Linked DNA regions of Mus musculus: regions 1, 2, 3 and 4 are each linked to region 5. A link is a contact called in public HiChIP or PLAC-seq and promoter capture Hi-C data. All regions are on one chromosome and are shown on one strand. The core of a region is the stretch at or near the end of the contact, and the rest is flanking DNA. Distances in the headings are between cores, read along the strand shown. Region 1 overlaps Ube2z (ubiquitin-conjugating enzyme E2Z). Region 2 holds the start of 1700003D09Rik (RIKEN cDNA 1700003D09 gene). Region 3 holds the start of Atp5g1 (ATP synthase, H+ transporting, mitochondrial F0 complex, subunit C1 (subunit 9)). Region 4 holds the start of Cdk12 (cyclin-dependent kinase 12). Region 5 holds the start of Kpnb1 (karyopherin (importin) beta 1).

Region 1 (3,066 bases), core at 479-2,978, 1.1 Mb before region 5:
CCGTTTCTTTACACAAACCCTCCCACACCCACAGGCGCTTCCTCCTTCTGCCAAAACAAACTTTATTGCACCAAAAAGGAAAAAAAGAAAACTTCATTTATGTACAGTCAGATATAAAGACATCTCTTTGACTCCTGTGCATATATTTCCTCAACTTAAAACCAGGGCATAAAAGTCAGGCTGCTATGCCGGACATGCTCTGCCCCATGGCAGGGCCAAGGAGAAGATTGTCACTTGAAAGTGGGAACACTTAATGGATGACAGACAACACTGGACCCACAGACCAAAGGCATCCTCAGCCCTGGACTAGCTCTGGGAATGGAAGAGGGAAATTGGAAGCAGAGTCCCCTTTCAAACCTCCACATGACCCAGCCACCATGTAGCCAAAACAAAACTGCTCCCCAAGTGACCTGTCCCTGTCCAGTTCTCTGCTTTCTGCCCTCCCAAGAGGTCCCTCTTTGTGCCCTATCTTCTCCCTATCTCTGCAAGGGAGTCCCATGATCCACAAGTCAGAGACCTTTATAGCAGCGGGCAGGGCAGGTGGCTCTCTCCATTTCTCAGGGCTGGACACTGACCAGAAGGCCTGTATCATGTGGATCACTAACCATCCACTGGAAGCCAGAACAGCAACCCTGAAAAGTGTGAACTGTATCAACCTGGGAAGGATAGGTTCTTCTAACCCAGAGCCACTGAAAACACATATCCTTACTCAACCAGCTGAAGGGTCACTGTAGCTAAATTCAAAGAAAGGAACAGCTCCAGTGACAAAGAGGGAAAGATAAAGGGAGAAGTCTCCAGAGTCCCAGCCACAATCCCTCGAGCCATTGGCTGTCCATGCTCACAAATCCCCAGGGATGGGGGTAGGACAGAAGGGAGGACAGGGACTACAGACGTAACAGCTAAACAAAATAGGGACTAGCATTAGTCTTACCGTGCTCCACCCCAAGAAAACCACCCTCATTGACTACTATTCAGGACAATCTGTAAGAGACTATTTTATGTAGTGGCTCAAATCCCACACAGGCTGCAGCTGCCTGTGCTGGGAACCTTTCAAATCAGTGATTGTGGGGACACAGTGAGCAGCTTCCTGACGCCCATGCAGACTTCACAGAGACCTGGGCTCAGTTCCAGCTGGCTTACCTTCTACCTGTAACCTAAAATTCGGAGGAAATGGTGTGAGGGAGAAGGTGCTCAGGTGCTAGGTAAAGCTTACTGATCAGCAGCCCAGACTCCACCACTGTTCCTTGTCTTTGGTCTGTCTAGAACAGTGACTATATAAATTAGGAAAAACAAAGTTATGCTGGCCCATGGGAAATAGGGGAGGGGAAGAAAAGGGTGTTGGGAAGCCCTGCTTCAAGACTGAAGACAAACAGATAACCAACCAGACTGCTTAAGTGTCATGGACAGCACCCCCACCCAAACTCCCAGATATCCCTATAAACCACTTGGGCATGCTCCCTCTTGGGTTCTCATTTTCTGTCTTCTCCTATCCCTAATTAGCTGGCCCTGCAGAGAGGTGTGTTGGTTGTTTAGCTTTGCCAGAGGCCATCACTCCAGGTACTTTCACAAAAGTACCCTGGCCCTGATCCAGGATTGACTGTTGCCCTAGGTGCTCCAGCACCAAAGAGGTCAGACTGGGACCAGCCCCACCCCCACCCCCTGGGGTTGAGCTTGCTTGCTTCTTGCCACCTTGCGGACACCTTTGAAGGGAGATGCACAGTGCCTCTCCGTCCCTGGGGCGAGGGGAGGGGCTCTGCTGGGACTCTCGAGTTGGGGGAGGGGCAGGGGAGCAGGGTCTAGACCCTCAGGCTCCCATGAAGGTCTGTCTCTGTCCCAGAGGAGCTGCTATCAGAGTCCATTTCAGCATTTTCATTATGGAGCCTTTCCAGCACTTTCTGTCGAATCAGTCCGAGGCGCATCAAGAGGGACTGGTAGTCAAAGTGGCCCCGCTTCTCTCCAAAAGGGTCCTGTGGAAGAAACAAATAAAAAATCCACAAGGGGATGTAAGATTTAAGTCTCTAGTATAGCTTTGAAATGCATGCTCACCTTCTGGCACAGAGGAAGTACAGGTGGTCCAAATGGTTCCAAATAAAATAGTGTATTACTAGTAGCTCCAAACAGGTCTAGCTTGGGCTAACACTAAAATAGGTTTGCAATCCGAAAAGAAGCCAATATGCAAAAGAGGATATGGGGAAATTCAATGAAATATCATAATCATTGGGTGAGCCCGTGCTTTCCTTTTAATTTTTTTTTTAGATTTTATTTAATACCCCCCACCCCCACCCCAGACAGGGTTTTGCTGTCCTGAAAATCATTCTGTAGACCAGTCTGGCCTCGAACTCAGAAATCCGCCTGCTTCTGCCTCCCAAGTGCTGGGATTAAAGGCATGCATCACCACTGCCCAGCTATTTTATTTAATACGTATGAGTACATTGCCTACATGTATGTATGTATGTACATGTATATATGTATGTATGCATGCACAGGCAGCTCATGTGGTAAGGTGCCCATAGATGCCAGAAGATAGATTCAGATCCCCAGGAAGAAAAGTTACAGACAGCTGCTGTATCAGGCAGCCTGTGCTTTTAACTGCTGAGTCATCTCTCTGGCCTGAGGGCCTGTGTTTTCAACCTCTGAAAACTCAAGAAAATAAACTCCCTCCATATTCTGTCTACACAAAGGATACTCTGCTTTTCTAAGGTCACAGATAGGTGTAAAAGTCAAGAGTACGGATTTCCCAATGAGCAGTCAGTGCTCTTAACCGCTGAGCCATCTGTCCAGCCCCTACTCTTTCTTATATGAAGCCAGAACACACTTCCTCAGTAGGGAATAAACTAGTTACTACCTCTAAAGCAGGAATCAACATCGCACTATGCACGACTGCTACCCTAAGTCACCTTTCTCTGTAAGCCCCTAGGGTCAGGGACAGAATCGCTACAGTGACTGTTTTACCACCCTTGATGTTTTGAGCAGGCTAGATATTCTTATAAGAGTTTAAAGGACTCTCCTAGAAAGGAAAGGCTTATAATGTATGTTCTGGAACAGATAATTCCTACTTGACTCTGA
Region 2 (3,408 bases), core at 599-3,098, 1.2 Mb after region 5:
CTCTGGAGACCAGTTCTGGGCCTCTTGAGAGTATAGGATCTCATTCTGCAATCCAGGTTGGCCCGAATCTTAACAGTGCACCTCAATCTTAATCAATGACCTTGAATTCAAAGCAATCCTCCTGCTTCAGCCTCCTGATGGCTGCATTTTTAGTGTAAGCCTCCACACCCAGCTTCCCAGAAGGTATTATCTAAGGTAATCTACACCGATCTTCTTACATAATATTTCCTTTGGAAAAGTGCCCATGAACTAAGTTACAATCACGGGGACAGAAGTCCAGGCCAGTGTTCTGCCCGTTATGCAGCAATGGATGTCTCAGAAGCTCAACCTCAAGCCATCAGAGAGCACCAGAGGGGCACTCAGCCTATGTATGTATGCCCTCTCTTTCAGTGGGGCAGAAGCCTACTTGTGGCCGGGGTCTGGAGGGGCCCTGGGAGCGCCCACCTCCTCTGGATGAGCCCCAGAGAGATGGAAACTCTGAGGACCAAGTGGAAGGCAGAGCAACACTAAGTGGTGAGCTTTGGAGTGTGGGCTGGGGAGGTGGGTGGGAACCTCATGGGCCAAGCCTGGCCTTGAGTCCTCTTTATTTGTCTTTCAGAGCCTGGAGAGGAACCTCAGCATCCCAGCCCCCCCTGAGCCTGGCACATAAGCTCAGAGCCCTGTATCTCCCAGGAGGAAGTGTTCCCCAGAAACCCACTCTGTCCCCACCCTCCTTTGTACCCTGTCTTTCACCTGCTAGGGCTGCGGCTTCTGACTTTTAGAAGACTAAGGCTGGTCTCTGTTTGCTTTGGCTGAAGCCCAGAGTCCCCAATGCCTTTCCCTGCCAGTCATTCTTCTATTTACCCGGTGGGAGTAGGGAGGTGAGAGAGCCCACACTGGAAACCCCAGAAGGCCATAAACAACCATTTATTCTCCACAAGTCCCCTCCCTCTCCAGATTCTCTCCCCTGGGCACAGGAGACCCACAGGGCAGGTCCTAAGATCTGGGGAAAGGAGGTACTGAGAGCCTACAGGTGCCCTGAGATCTCCTCCTTCCCCTACCAGTGGTGGGCGTTGAGTCCCCAACCCTCTCATAGACTTCAACCAGGGCTCAGGTCTCACGCATTCTTTGCAGAGCCTCAACATGTCCCTCCCTTAGTATCCCATTCCTGCTGGGTGCCTGCAAGATGGACTGGCAGAGGCTGCTTGCTGCGTTTTGTTTGTGCTTTGGTGCCAGGAATGCACTTACTATCTGTCCTTAGGGGGCCACACAGTGGGGGGAGCCTGGTTCTCCTTGTCCTCCAGCAACTTGGTTCCCTTCCCCTTCTTCCCTTACTCTAGGCCTGAACCCCTCCTACGCTGTAATAAATCTTTGTAAATAATTGTCCTGAGACTCCTCTTTCAGGGGAGGGAGGAGAGACCGGGAAGTAATGGTATGTTCTGACAGGAAAAATGGTGGTTATCTTAGGGTCAGGATCTTGCCTCTCGTGTCCAGCCCTTCCCAGGAAGGAGCCTTTCCTGCAGGCTATACGCATGGCAGACATACTAGCTCCTGAGGGAGATGGCTAAAAGCCAGGGGAGAACAAAGGTCCTTTAAATATGTGTGATGGATGTGGTGCTGCGCGTCAGTAATCTCAGAACTTGGAAGGCTGAGTTCGTGGCCAACCTGAGAACGTCTCAAAAACGAAAAATGGATTTCTCCAAGGGACTTGTGCTCACAAATCGGCCCTCACACAGTTCCCCTTCACTCCACAGTGTCAGGCCTGTATGATCTAATAACCAAGACACCCTGGGGTTTTATCCCTTGCTCCTGCACGGTCTTACACAGTTTAACTTCGGTTGTGGCTCCGCTTCCGGACCTCGTCTCCGAGAGAGGGGCGGACCGGGGCGGAGCTTCAGGGTCACACGAATCCCGATTGGCTTTGGGGGCGGGCTCGGGGGGGCGGGTTGGCTTTGGGGGCGGGCTCGGGGGGGACGGGCTCAGCGGCGGAAGTAGCGCCGCCGGGAGCTCTCCTTCCGCTCTGAGGAGTTGCCAGGCCGTGGAGCGGGACTGCGGCTGAGGCAGGAAGAGTGGGGGCCGTGGTGACATGAAGCAGGTGGGTTGTGCGGCGGTCGCAGGCACCGGGCGGTGGTACAAGAGCTGTCTCTACCCGACGGATCCCGCTTTCCTGCCCGGTGTCCGTCTTTGGTTCGGTCCGACCCAGCCCACACCCCTCGCGCTCCGGGTTCCGCCCCCTTCCTCTCCACTCGCTGCTGCGCGCGCAGGGCTGGGGAGGGGGTGTCTTGGTCTTTACCCGAGAGGGTCCGGAGGACGTCTGCGGCCGCTTTCCTAAGCCTTCTTTATAGTAAGAGGAGAGGCAAGGAGTCGGTATCTAAGTATTATGGGGGACAGAATTGGGTGTGGGAAGGGGCCAGACTCAGGGAAAAACATACTAATCGGCTGCCTCTCTGCCACCCGCTGTTTCCCACAACTTCCGTTGGAAACATCCACGCATAGCTTCCCAACGATATCAGAAAGAAGGCTCTTTAAACTCTTCTCAGAAGTGCTTGCTACTGTTGGCTTTCATTCCTGACATACTTCCACCCTTTGACTCCCCAATATTTCCTGATTTTTCCTCTTACCTCTCTGACAAGAGGGCAGAAGAATCTCTTTACGTTCACGCTGGCCCAACCCGCCTCACTGTGCATTGATCCTGGATGGCCTCATCCACTGTTGTCGCATCAAGTTCACGTTCACTGAATATTCAGATGGACGATAGCAGCACATCCCCTTCCTGGGCTCCAAATTAGCTGCCTGTCAATTATGCCTATGGGATACCTTCACTTTGGGATGATCTCACAGGTTTCAAACGTGAGCTGATCTTTTCTCTGTAAATTTATCCTTCCACTCTTGTCTTATCCAGGAGAAAAACTCCGGAATTGCCTTAACATCTTTTAACCCTGTTTGCTCAGAGGTGCCAGTATAGCTAACTCCCTGAACCTTCTCTGTCACTACCCTTGTTGACGTGTCTCTGGACATTTCCAGCAGCTTGTGGTCCTAATTGCTTGCAGGCAAGTCTTCAGAATCTAGCTCTTGCAGACTTTTATATCACGAGTCTGGTTATGTCACTTGCTTGCTTCCCATTGCCTGTGGGGAAACGACTGTGTGCTTGTTTACTGTAAGATGTGCCTGGCTCACATAGGGTTCTTCGTGTATATAGCAGCACCTCTTTCCTCTCTGATCTGCTGGGCCTCCTCCTGATGTATCCTTCAGGAGTCCTGCTCAGAGAGCACCATCTCCACACTGCCCACCTCCATCTCAAAGGCTGGCCGCCCTGCCCATCTGTGTCCTCTGAACACTCTTAGTGTCATAGCTGACATATAGACCCATGCACCAGCCTGCTTGAGTTTTGATATTGTTTTGAGACCTTGATGAAGTCAGTATCTTCCT
Region 3 (3,177 bases), core at 498-2,997, 1.1 Mb before region 5:
GGTGTCGTAGATCCTTTAATTCTCCTAAAAGCACCTCAGCTGACTGGAGGGATATCCTGAGGGGCCTGACTTCCTTACCTGCTTAGATGGGGCCTCTGGTCTGCTCAGGAGGGAGGCAGACACAGGCCTGATTAGACCCCTGGTACAGGAGCGAATCTGTAAAGTCAGAAAGATATATTGCTCCAAATCAGACAAAAACAAACCAAAACCCCAAACCCAACCTAAGTGACAGGAGTTTGTCACAATCAGTCCAATCAATTTCAAGGTCAATTAACTTATTTTCTCAGGTCCGTCTACATCGGAGACAGCTATGCTGATAGTCTGTGGGAGCCCAGGGTGGCAGCAATCACCATTTGATATAATGCACTAGGCTGGGGAGCACTCACAAGACCCGGGGGTCAATCCTCAGAACCAAACCCAAACCAAACCGGATACCAAAGTCCATTTCCAAGGGCACAGACCTAATCAGTTTCCCAGAATAGAGTAAGACCCAAACATCCAGTCAGTTGTTGAGGTAACAAAAGGCAATCAAGGGGAGAGATTTACTAAGATGCATTCACAGCAACATATATCCTTCAGGCAGCGGGCCAGGAAGCCTGGTTTGACTCCCAGAACAGCCATCTTAGGAAAGCTCCCAGTGACACGGATTGCTTGACACATTATTCAGTACAATGACTCTCAGGCTTGGCAGAACATTGGCATCACCTGGGGCATTCTACCAAAATTGCTTAGGGGTTCCACCTTCATTCTCAGTCTGATGCAATTGGTCTGAGGAGCAGTCTGGGCAGTAGAAGCATTAGGCTTTCCAGATGAACTGAACACGCAGCCGAGGTTGAGAAAAACTGTTTTCCGGCTGTCTGGCTACAGCCAACCCAGGACTGTAATAAAAGGTCAGCTCTAGCTTATCTGAGGACGCTCAGAAAGCCACGACGGCTTGGTTTACAGGCCTGAATAAACATAGGTTACCTGCAACAGCTCCTATACCCTCCGCCAATAGCCATCATCATCATCACGGAACGCCAGCCCCTCTTAGTCCATTCATTAAACATGATTGCTCCCATACCATACCCGGCACTATAGGGAAACCCGGAGCTTCCGCTTACCAGAGCTGGAGAAATGAGCAGTGCCTTGGTGGTCTGCATTTTTCAATCTGCAAGAAGGGGGAGAAAAGAAAAAAAAAAAAAACCGTAATTCCTATGAAAGCCCGGGTGTCTGCTTATACTGGCAACCTCCTGTTGTCCCCATCCACCTCCAATCGTTCCCCCCAACCCTCTTCCTATACCCCAGCTAAGGAGGGCATTAGAGGTCAGAAGGACAGAGCAGATTCCGGGGTCAACCACTCTCTGCGCAGCGGGTCTGCAGAAGGACAGCAACCGAGATCGGAAATAAAAGGAGGTGGCTCAGGCCCCAAGAGGGAAATGTTGCGAAAAGGAATGGTCTCCCGGGAAGACCGGAGGCAGAAACTGGCAGACGTCGTGCAGGATCCTGCCCAAGTTACACTGCTGTCCCCTACTCTCCCCAGCGGCCGTTTATCGCTCATTACCGTTGGTAATTAACATTAATTGATAAGGCTTAAAGACTCTAGTCCTCCTTCCCTATCCCTGGAGGCAAATGGTGCTCCACGTGGCACAACCCACGGCCTTGCGGACCCCTGTCTCCCAGCCCCAAGTCACCTGCACTCCCACTCCCCTGCAGCCCCTGCTCGGCCCACAGCACACTCCCTGCTCAAGGTGACTGACTCACCTCCCAGCTTTAGCCCTTGGTCTGAGCGCTCAGCTCCCCCACCCACGTGTTCGGAGTCCCTTCACTCCCATTGGTCGTTATCTCTCCACGTTCCAATTGGCTGGCGTCATCAACTCCATCCTTCTTATTGGTCTTCTTCAGCTTCTTCCTCTCTCTCCACAGGAGCTTCGTGGCAATTCCCGCCTCCTTGCGGATAAAGGCGGGTTCTTTTTCCGAGTTCGGGGTTACGATTGGTCGAATCCCGAAATGCTTGACCATAGAGTCGACGAGACTCAGAGGTTCTACAACCTTCAACACAAAATGGCGACCAAGGTGCAAGCGGAAGAAAAAAGCGTGGGAGTGACAACCGGCCGCTTGACGCAAGCTGACACGTGATAAGGGCTCCAGGCCTTCATTCGGCCGCTTGGACCTTGGGGCGCATTGCATGTTGGGCCTTGTAGTCCTGTCCAAGGACTCAAGGACCACCGACATCCCGCGAGATGTTGCTTCCTGGCAAGGAGAGCCGACGCCTTTACAGTACCTTCCACCATCGTGATTTGTAAAAACCCCCATTTTCGTCCAAGTATTAAGGCAGGCTGGAAAACTTCTAAGTAGTGAGCGTGCTCTTGTGGGTCTGTCAGTAGTCAGTCAACATGGACTCACAAGTTGAATGGTGGAAAAAAAAAACTCAACAAAATACAATTAAAACCAGGCTTGCTATTTCGTACCCGAAATTTTAGCACTTGGCAGGTGCTTAGGAGACAGGAAAGTCAGGAGTTCAAGGCCAGACTAAGCTTCTTGAGTTTAGGTAAAAAAAACAAGGTAGGGCTAGACAATTGTATTGGGAGTGGGGAGAACTCTAAAACGAAAATAATAATTGGTAGGATGAAGCGTGCAAAGAATTCAGGTGGTGCATGCTTGTAATTTCAGACATCGGAAGGCTAAGGCAGGAAGACGGAGCACTTGCTCCAGGCCAGTCTGGAGTAAGTAGCAAAACCTGGCTTAAAACGACAAAACAATGCCGGCCAGTGGTGGCGCACACCTTTAATCCCAGCACTTGGGAGGCAGATGCAGGCAGATTTCTGAGTTCGAGACCAGCCTGGTCTACAAAGTGAGTTCCAGGACAGCCAGGGCTATATAGAGGAAACCCTGTCTCAAAAAACCAGCAACAACAAAGAAACAAACAAAACCACATGTGTATGCACACAAGCACAAAGGGTAGGGACAGAAAAACAGGACTGCAGTAACCATTCACTAGTGAATTAGAAAACCTTCCTGGAAAGCAGTTTGGCAATACTTTTTATTTGAAATGCTATGAATGAGCCATCCTCTTTGACCCAGTAATTCTTGAGTAACTGAGGACCTTTAAATGCTCCACCCTCCTTGAGTCAGTATTAACACTTCTAGGAACCTGCACTAAATAAATAATGTCCTGCAAAGGTTCTGATAAAAACA
Region 4 (3,498 bases), core at 395-2,894, 1.0 Mb after region 5:
CTGGGATTAAAGGCGTGTGGCAACGACCAGCTTAGAATCTTATCCACCCTAAAATGTAGTATAAAAGAAATACTTCCAGAGCCTGGCGGTAGTGGTACACAGAAACCGTCTCGAAAAGCCAAAAAAAAAAAAAAGAAATAAAAAGAAAAATACTTCCAGGAGACGTTACAACTGGCACTTCCTGAAGGTAGTGCACATAGGCTTAGACACGTTTTTTTCCCCGAGTCTCATTGTCTTCTCTGTTTGTAGAAACTGGACGTTTGTTATGGTAAAACATCCCAGCAGTCGAGAAACGGCTGAGGCTGAATAGCCACAACTGGGAGTCCAGCCTGGGTTACTAAGAACGTGCTGTAAGACATCCTGACATTTCCCCCAACTTTGGCACTCTAACCTTTCTACTGACTAGCCCCCCTGAATCCGGGAGTCCTTGCCTGTAAATTCGCAATGAGGACAGTGTCCCATGGGTGTGAGGGCAGAGAAAATGAATGCAAAACGCCTAAACTCAGCAAATTCCGCAGTACCAAGCGTTGTTTGCACATTCAGACTTAAAGCAGGGCGGTGGTGGTGCGTGCTCCATGCCCTTAATCGCAGCACTCCGGAGGCAGAGGCAGGCGGATTTCTGAGTTCGAGGCCAGCCTGGTCTACAGAGTGAGTTCCAGGACAGCCAAGGCTACTCAGAGAAACCCTGTCTCAGAAACCCAAGCCCTACCAGAATCCCCAATATTCAAACTTGCGCTGTAATGTCCCCAATGTTCACTTGTCCCTTGTTTTTTTTTTTTTTTTTAAACCCTATTAAATCAAAAGACTTCTTACAAGCTGTGCTAAGACCCATCCCCACCGGAACCTGGGGATATTTAATCAAAGAATTACCATTTAGGTTTAAATTTTAAAGGTAATCTCCGCAACTTCCGCTCCTATAAAGCCCCCCAAAAGGGGGAGTTGGAAAAGTATCGCGAGAATCTAACGGGCTGCGTTTGCGGCTTGGGTCCCGTTCTCGCGTTTTCTGGTGAAGGAATGTGTCGAGGTGAAAAGGGAAGCGCCAAGTATCGCGGGAGTCCAGCGGAGTCTCGCGATACTTGCGGCATTCGCCCCTCCCCCTCCCCCTCTAGTGCCGTTTCGGTTTAATCTAGTGTGTGAGTGAGTCTGGGCGAGGGAGTGAGATGTGGCTGTGAGGTGTCGGTGTGAGGCGGAGGCTAGCGAAGGGGGCTCCCTCAGGCACGAGGGACAAAGGGGGGGAGCTGAGGCAACCTAGGCCGCGGAGGCCTGGCGACAGGAAGCCAGCCGCCCCGAGCCGGGCGACCGGGTAGGGGAAGGGCCTGCGTAGTCCTCCCGGGGCTCCAGAGCCGCCGTCGGCCCCACAGGCTCCGGCGGACGCCTTCCTACTTCCTTGAGCGCCAGGGCTCGCGGGCCCGAATATCGGCTCGGCGGGGGTGGGCGGCCGTGAGGGGCGGACTCGAGCAGCTCCCGGCGTCGCGCTCCTCCCGTGCCGAGGAACTCTTGGTTTCTTCCCTCTCTCCTTCACCCCCCACCTCATGTAGGAGGGCGCTGAGGCGGCGAGAGGGAGGAGGAGCCTCGCCTGCGGTCCCTGCCCTCCCCACCCCCGTCTAGGGGCTCTTCGGGGGGCGTGGAGTCGGGGCTGGGGGGGAGGGTGGGGCTTTTTGGAGCGCCGGGGAACTTTTTCCCCTGCTTCAGGCCCGGGGAAAGGGAATGCCCAATTCCGAGAGACATGGGGGCAAGAAGGACGGGAGCGGAGGAGCTTCTGGAACTTCGCAGCCGTCATCGGGAGGTGGCAGCTCCAACAGCAGGGAGCGTCACCGCTTGGTGTCGAAGCACAAGCGGCATAAGTCCAAGCACTCCAAAGACGTGGGGCTGGTGACCCCCGAAGCGGCATCTTTGGGTACCATAATCAAACCACTGGTGGAGTACGATGACATCAGCTCTGATTCAGACACCTTCTCCGATGACACGGCCTTCAAATCAGACCGGAGGGAGAACGAGGAACGTCGGGGAACGGATCGGAGCGATCGCCTGCACCGACATCGTCACCACCAGCACCGGCGGTCCCGAGACTTGCTAAAAACTAAACAGACGGAAAAGGAAAAAAATCAGGAAGTCTCCAAATCTGGATCTATGAAGGACCGGGTATCGGGCAGTTCCAAACGGTCCGTGGAGGGGAGTGATGATTATGGGAAGGCCCAGCTATCCAAAAGCGGCAGCAAGGAATCCAGGTCGTCCAAAATGCACAAGGAGAAGACCCGCAAAGAGCGAGAGTTAAAGTCTGGATACAAGGACCGGAGTAAAAGTCATCGGAAAAGGGAAACACCCAAAAGTTACAAAACCGTGGCTAGCCCTAAACGGAGATCCAGGAGTCCCCATAGGAAATGGTCTGACAGTTCCAAGCAAGATGACAGCCCTTCCGGAGCTTCTTATGGCCAAGACTACGATCTTAGCCCCCCAAGGTCTCACACTTCTAGCAACTATGACTCCTACAAGAAGAGTCCTGGAAGTACCTCAAGAAGGCAGTCAATCAGCCCACCTTACAAAGAGCCTTCTGCTTACCAGTCCAGCACTCGGTCACCCAGTCCTTACAGCCGACGACAGAGGTCTGTGAGTCCCTATAGCCGGAGACGGTCCTCCAGCTATGAAAGGAGCGGCTCTTACAGCGGGAGATCACCCAGCCCCTATGGCCGAAGGCGATCAAGCAGCCCTTTCCTGAGCAAGAGGTCTCTGAGTCGGAGTCCACTCCCCAGGTGAGCTGTTGTCTGTCCTTCCTAAGGTAGGGTCGGTTGGGAGGAATTGAAAATGAGTCTTTAACATTTTGTTAAAGCTTTCAGTGTTCTTCTTTGACAAGTCATTTAGGTAAGTTTGGCTTTCCCCTCGCCCAATTGAGAAGTAAACATTCCAAGTGCCTCCAACTATTCAAGCAAGGTAGGTAAGGTACTTTGCAGTAATGGAGAACTTTCAGCTGTGAGAACTTGCTTCTACCTAGCGGGTGCATAGTCTTCAGAACTCGTTTAGCTGTTTGTTGCTTTGTCTTAAAATTTTGTAAGTCGTGTTGATACCAGTGCTTAAACTTTATTGGAACTCACAAGAGAATTTTAAGAAGTTACAAATTTTCGTTTCTACTGTTTGCATAAGTTATCGTAATCAATTTTGTCTACCATGTTCCCAAGTCTATAGTTATCACTGTTTTACTTCTGAAAAGTCCTGTCTTTTAACTGTTAAGTGAAAATTAAGATAACGAGAGTACTTTTTGATAGAGTTTAGCAAAAAGTGATTGAGATTTGTTTACAGTACCAATGTTGACCACTTACTTAGTGTTGAAACACTGGTAGTTTTCAAAATTTTCTTTGAAATATGTGCTAATAATGCCTTCGGCTTGCTATTTTTGTAAGAAAGATTGTTAATTTGAAATTATCTATGAAATTATCTATCCTGTCTCATGTATAGACCCATCTCTGTCCACAACAACAGAACAGGAGCTGTATATTATCTGAG
Region 5 (3,409 bases), core at 195-2,694:
TGTATGGATGTTACTATTTTGCAAAGCTCTCACAAAGGACATTGGGTTACAATGTTTTTTTTCACTTTTTAAAACTTCCTACCTTTAAAGAGACTTTCCATATCATCCACGCTTCCCTCCCCTTCCCCCAAAAAGGAGAGGAGAAACATTCTGGCAATAGGCTGCTTCAATAATCCCACATTTTCCTATACAAAAGTCAGTCACTTTTTCTTTTCTCAAATGTACTTCTTAAATCCGAAAGTATGAAAAACGGGGTTACATTTGTGATTTATCAGAGAATAGGCTCAATCTCAGAAATGAGCCTCAGCCTGAGATCCTTAAAGATGAGTTCTCTGAAAACCTAAGTCCAAACAGAACATTCGTGCACTTAGACCAGGAATGGGATAATAATGGGCAAGAAAAAGAAAAAAATTGTGGCAATGGGTCCAGAGGTGGTCGGGTGCCAGGCGTGGCCATGAGCACAGACCAAGGGAGCTGGGGAAGGGTAGGGCTCTGGGAAGTAGTTGCATACTGCCTCAAAACCAGGGGACAGGAAGGAGAGGCCGGCCGCAGCCAGTACAAGGCAGGCGGCAGGGCGCAGAGCTTCCACATGGCCCCTAGGCCCGGCTCCCCAACCCCCACCCTTGCTGAACACGCAGCGCCATGCAACCTAACTTCCCTTCCCTCCCTCTTTCTCCCTCCCGCAGCACCGCCGCCCTCAGGCCGCGTGGCGATTGGACGGCGATCACCCCGGCGCGCCTCGCTATTGGCCAGACGCGGGGCTCGGGGCGGGACACACCCACCGGCTTCCCGATGGCGGGGTTAGGTTGGGCCGGGCGGGGGGGTAGGGGGACGAGCTGGGGCGGGGTGGGTTCCTGAGGCCTGGGCCTCCAGGAGGGCGGGAAGGGCCGCACGCAGGGATGGGGACGCGGCGGGATGGGGCGCGGCGGGGCGGCACGCACCAGATTCTCCACGGCCGCACGCTCGAGGAACTTCTGCGCCGCTTCCAGCTCCAGCCGATCTGCCGGGAGAGATGGGGGGAGAGGCAGCGGGGTCAGAGGGGCCACCCCCTCCCCCACCCCGGTCACCTCGGCCCGACCCCCCGGCCCCGAGTCCTACCCGGAGACACGGTCTTCTCGAGGATGGTTATGAGCTCCATGGCGGAGGTGACGGCGGCGGGGACTCCTCGCAAGACGGCGGCCCGGCCTGTCGGGCGGCGGCTCCGACTGGGGATGGGGGTTGGGGGTCGGGTGGGAAGGGAGGGTGGGGTGGGGGGTGGGGGTCACCACAAGCCCATTCACCGGCTGCCTCTGGCCAGGCGCTCCGGCTCCCCTTCCTCCCCGCTCTCCTTCCTTCCTTCCGCCCTCCTAATGTGCTAGGCGGCAGCAGCTGCTCCTCTGGCGGCGGGGGAGGGACCCCGGGGGCAGCTCGGAGCGCGGCTGCTGCTCGGGCGGCGGAGGGAGAAAGGAAGGGCGGCAGTGAGTGAGTGAGAGGCGGATCGCAGGGAGGGAGAGAGATCGAGGGAGGGAGGCGGAGGGATATCCTTGCCGGACCTCTCCGCGGCGGCACCGCGCTGCCCAGCGATTGGCTACGGCCGGGGCCACGCGGAACCCCCGATTGGCCGGACGGCTAGCGTTGAAGGGCCGCCACGCGCCCATTGGCCTGCGGGCTTCAAGGTCCGGTTGGCTGGGCGGGCAGCGGGATGGGGCGTGCTTATTGGTCGAGGGGAGGGGCTCTGGGGTGGGGCAGGTAAGAGCGCGCCGCTGATTGGGCTGGCCCGGTAAAGGCCTTCGGGCTCAGCCCGGCTGTGCGCGGGGAGAAGGGTGGGCGGAAGGTAAAGGCTCCAGGCGCGTCGGATTGGCTGGGATCCTGGACGTTGATAGGACGGGGCGCCGGGAGAACTGAAGCGAGGAGTTCGGGGTCGCCGCCGCGCGGAAAGGCGGGAGGCGCCCAGGCTCTTAGGAGTCTGGCGCGGAGCACGACGGGACGCCTCCGGGGTGGGGCGGAGCTGCGCGCGAGTGGCTCGGACTGCGCGCTACGGAGAGCCGTCACTCGCCGCGGTGTACGGAAAGCGAGCCTTTCGCGGGCCTCGGAGGGGGCGGGGACGGGAACCGTTAAAGTCCTGCGCCGCGCCCACAGGAAGCTGCCTTCATGGTGAGGTCGGCTTGCTGCCGCGCTCTGTGCGGAACCGGACCATGAGAACCACGTGGTTCACCTTCCAACGTGCGGATTTGCAAACTGAAGCCCAGAGAGAGAGTGGAGCCTGTCCAAGGTCACACAGCCCATTCCAGACTCGAGCAGAGCTGGCTTCAGGCGCCCCTAATTGCCCTTGGAGACCCCGTCGGGGCCCTGGACTGTTAACAAAGTTTCGCGGAGGCGCGTCCTTAGACCACTTAGCAGTTCCCATAAAGCTTTGATGTCCAGACTTCGTTTACAAGATCTGTGTAGTATTATATAAAGAACGTGTGCATTGACGAGCTGTAGCGACACACCTGCCATCTCAGTATCCCGAAGCCTGAACTACAGTCTGAGATCTTGTTTCAAAAACAAAAAACAAATACAACAAACAAGATAAAAATACGTTGCATATAGTTGCTTAACATTCCCCTCCCCTCATTTGGATACCCAGCTGCAAGTCATGGGGGGATTAGGAGCATATGGGTCAAAATAGCATGTAAATTGTATTGTTTTTAAGGTGTAAAGAAATTGCCCTACACTAGCCACACTTTGGAAACTTGGGATTTAGTGTTCTCTGAAACACTTAAAGTCATAGCCTCGTGGGGTTTTTTAATTGTGTGTATTTTCTGCCTGTAATGTATGTTTCCAATGGCTTCATGTATAGATATGTTCTGAATACTTCCACATCTTATCCTGATTTTAAGAAAGATTTTTTTGTTTACTATGCAAGCATAATTTTTGTTTGGCTGTGATTTGTTGGTTGGGTTGGGTTGCCCCCCTCCCCCCACGGTGGGGGGGGGCGGAGCCAGGTGGTTTCTCTGTATAGCCCTGGCTGTCCTGGAACTCATTCTGTAGATTAGGCTGGCCTTGAACTCAGAGACCCACCTGCTTCTGCCTTCAGAGTGCTGGGATTAAAGGCATGGGCCACCAAGATTGCCCAGGAAATGAGTTCTATTGTAATGTATTCATTAGAATGTAATTCGATTTTTCTTTTTTGTGAGTTTATTCTGTTCTGCCTCTTTCAGACAGGATCTCTAGCCTAGAACTCAATATGTATCTCAGACTGGCTTCAATATTTCTGTAGCCTCCCTTCCTTGGAGTCCTGAGTGCTGGAATTACCCATGGTGCTCTCTCTCCACTGTAAGCATGTGCACACACCTACATGCAGAAGCATGCTGGTCCTGTGCCTCCGTAACTCTGATTCTCAAGACAAAAGGCAGACTTAATGCTATAGAAACTTGAAGTTTTGCAA

The links. Promoter capture Hi-C pulls out the DNA fragments that hold promoters and counts their contacts. HiChIP or PLAC-seq counts read pairs in DNA pulled down with a chosen protein or histone mark. Capture Hi-C pulls out chosen DNA fragments and counts their contacts.
Region 1: a contact with region 5 is called in an H3K4me3 HiChIP or PLAC-seq map of embryonic stem cells, with 5 times the contacts expected there. The contact joins the enhancer-like site here to the promoter of Kpnb1 in region 5. A contact is called at or near these places in 2 of 39 promoter capture datasets (hippocampal neurons and liver), 2 of 484 Hi-C or Micro-C datasets (both in embryonic stem cells) and 4 of 115 datasets of contacts at active chromatin or transcription factors (embryonic stem cells, extraembryonic endoderm stem cells and large pre-B cells).
Region 2: a promoter capture Hi-C map of liver shows a contact between it and region 5, with 2.0 times the contacts expected there. The contact joins the promoter of 1700003D09Rik here to the promoter of Kpnb1 in region 5. A contact is called at or near these places in 1 of 39 promoter capture datasets (pre-B cells), 1 of 484 Hi-C or Micro-C datasets (erythroblasts) and 1 of 9 other capture datasets (liver).
Region 3: a contact with region 5 is called in a promoter capture Hi-C map of pre-B cells, with 3 times the contacts expected there. The contact joins the promoter of Atp5g1 here to the promoter of Kpnb1 in region 5. A contact is called at or near these places in 3 of 39 promoter capture datasets (hippocampal neurons, liver and pre-B cells) and 1 of 484 Hi-C or Micro-C datasets (CD4 T cells).
Region 4: a promoter capture Hi-C map of liver shows a contact between it and region 5, with 4 times the contacts expected there. The contact joins the promoter of Cdk12 here to the promoter of Kpnb1 in region 5. A contact is called at or near these places in 6 of 39 promoter capture datasets (the C10 cell line, cranial neural crest, embryonic stem cells and 3 more), 3 of 484 Hi-C or Micro-C datasets (B cells, CD4 T cells and nephron progenitors), 6 of 115 datasets of contacts at active chromatin or transcription factors (embryonic brain, embryonic stem cells, kidney and 1 more) and 1 of 9 other capture datasets (liver).

What each region holds. Positions count from the first base shown.
Region 1 is chr11:96,048,448-96,051,513 of GRCm38.p6, forward strand. It overlaps Ube2z (ubiquitin-conjugating enzyme E2Z), which reads right to left. Exons shown (of 7, transcript NM_172300.3): 7 at 1-1,967. The coding sequence ends at 1,797. Among named protein-coding and RNA genes, the nearest start is that of Snf8, 15 kb to the left of the region's middle. Within about 2 kb of position 1,729, at least 13 of the 459 cell types and tissues checked have an H3K27ac peak or open chromatin away from gene starts, as enhancers often do. A contact at or near this core is called in embryonic stem cells, where this site is marked.
Region 2 is chr11:98,356,435-98,359,842 of GRCm38.p6, forward strand. It overlaps 1700003D09Rik (RIKEN cDNA 1700003D09 gene), which reads right to left and starts at 1,849. Exons shown (of 3, transcript NR_045477.1): 1 at 1,803-1,849. It overlaps Ppp1r1b (protein phosphatase 1, regulatory inhibitor subunit 1B), which reads left to right. Exons shown (of 7, transcript NM_144828.2): 6 at 391-513; 7 at 599-1,362. The coding sequence ends at 636. Stard3 (START domain containing 3) reads left to right here and starts at 1,934. Exons shown (of 15, transcript NM_021547.3): 1 at 1,934-2,074.
Region 3 is chr11:96,073,884-96,077,060 of GRCm38.p6, forward strand. Atp5g1 (ATP synthase, H+ transporting, mitochondrial F0 complex, subunit C1 (subunit 9)) reads right to left here and starts at 1,748. Exons shown (of 5, transcript NM_001161419.1): 1 at 1,674-1,748; 2 at 1,104-1,150; 3 at 79-156. The coding sequence starts at 1,142.
Region 4 is chr11:98,201,661-98,205,158 of GRCm38.p6, forward strand. It overlaps Cdk12 (cyclin-dependent kinase 12), which reads left to right and starts at 1,645. Exons shown (of 14, transcript NM_001109626.1): 1 at 1,645-2,750. The coding sequence starts at 1,708. It overlaps Gm38963 (a long non-coding RNA gene), which reads right to left and starts at 970. Exons shown (of 4, transcript XR_880193.2): 1 at 871-970.
Region 5 is chr11:97,186,448-97,189,856 of GRCm38.p6, forward strand. It overlaps Kpnb1 (karyopherin (importin) beta 1), which reads right to left and starts at 1,445. Exons shown (of 22, transcript NM_008379.3): 1 at 1,099-1,445; 2 at 942-1,000. The coding sequence starts at 1,138.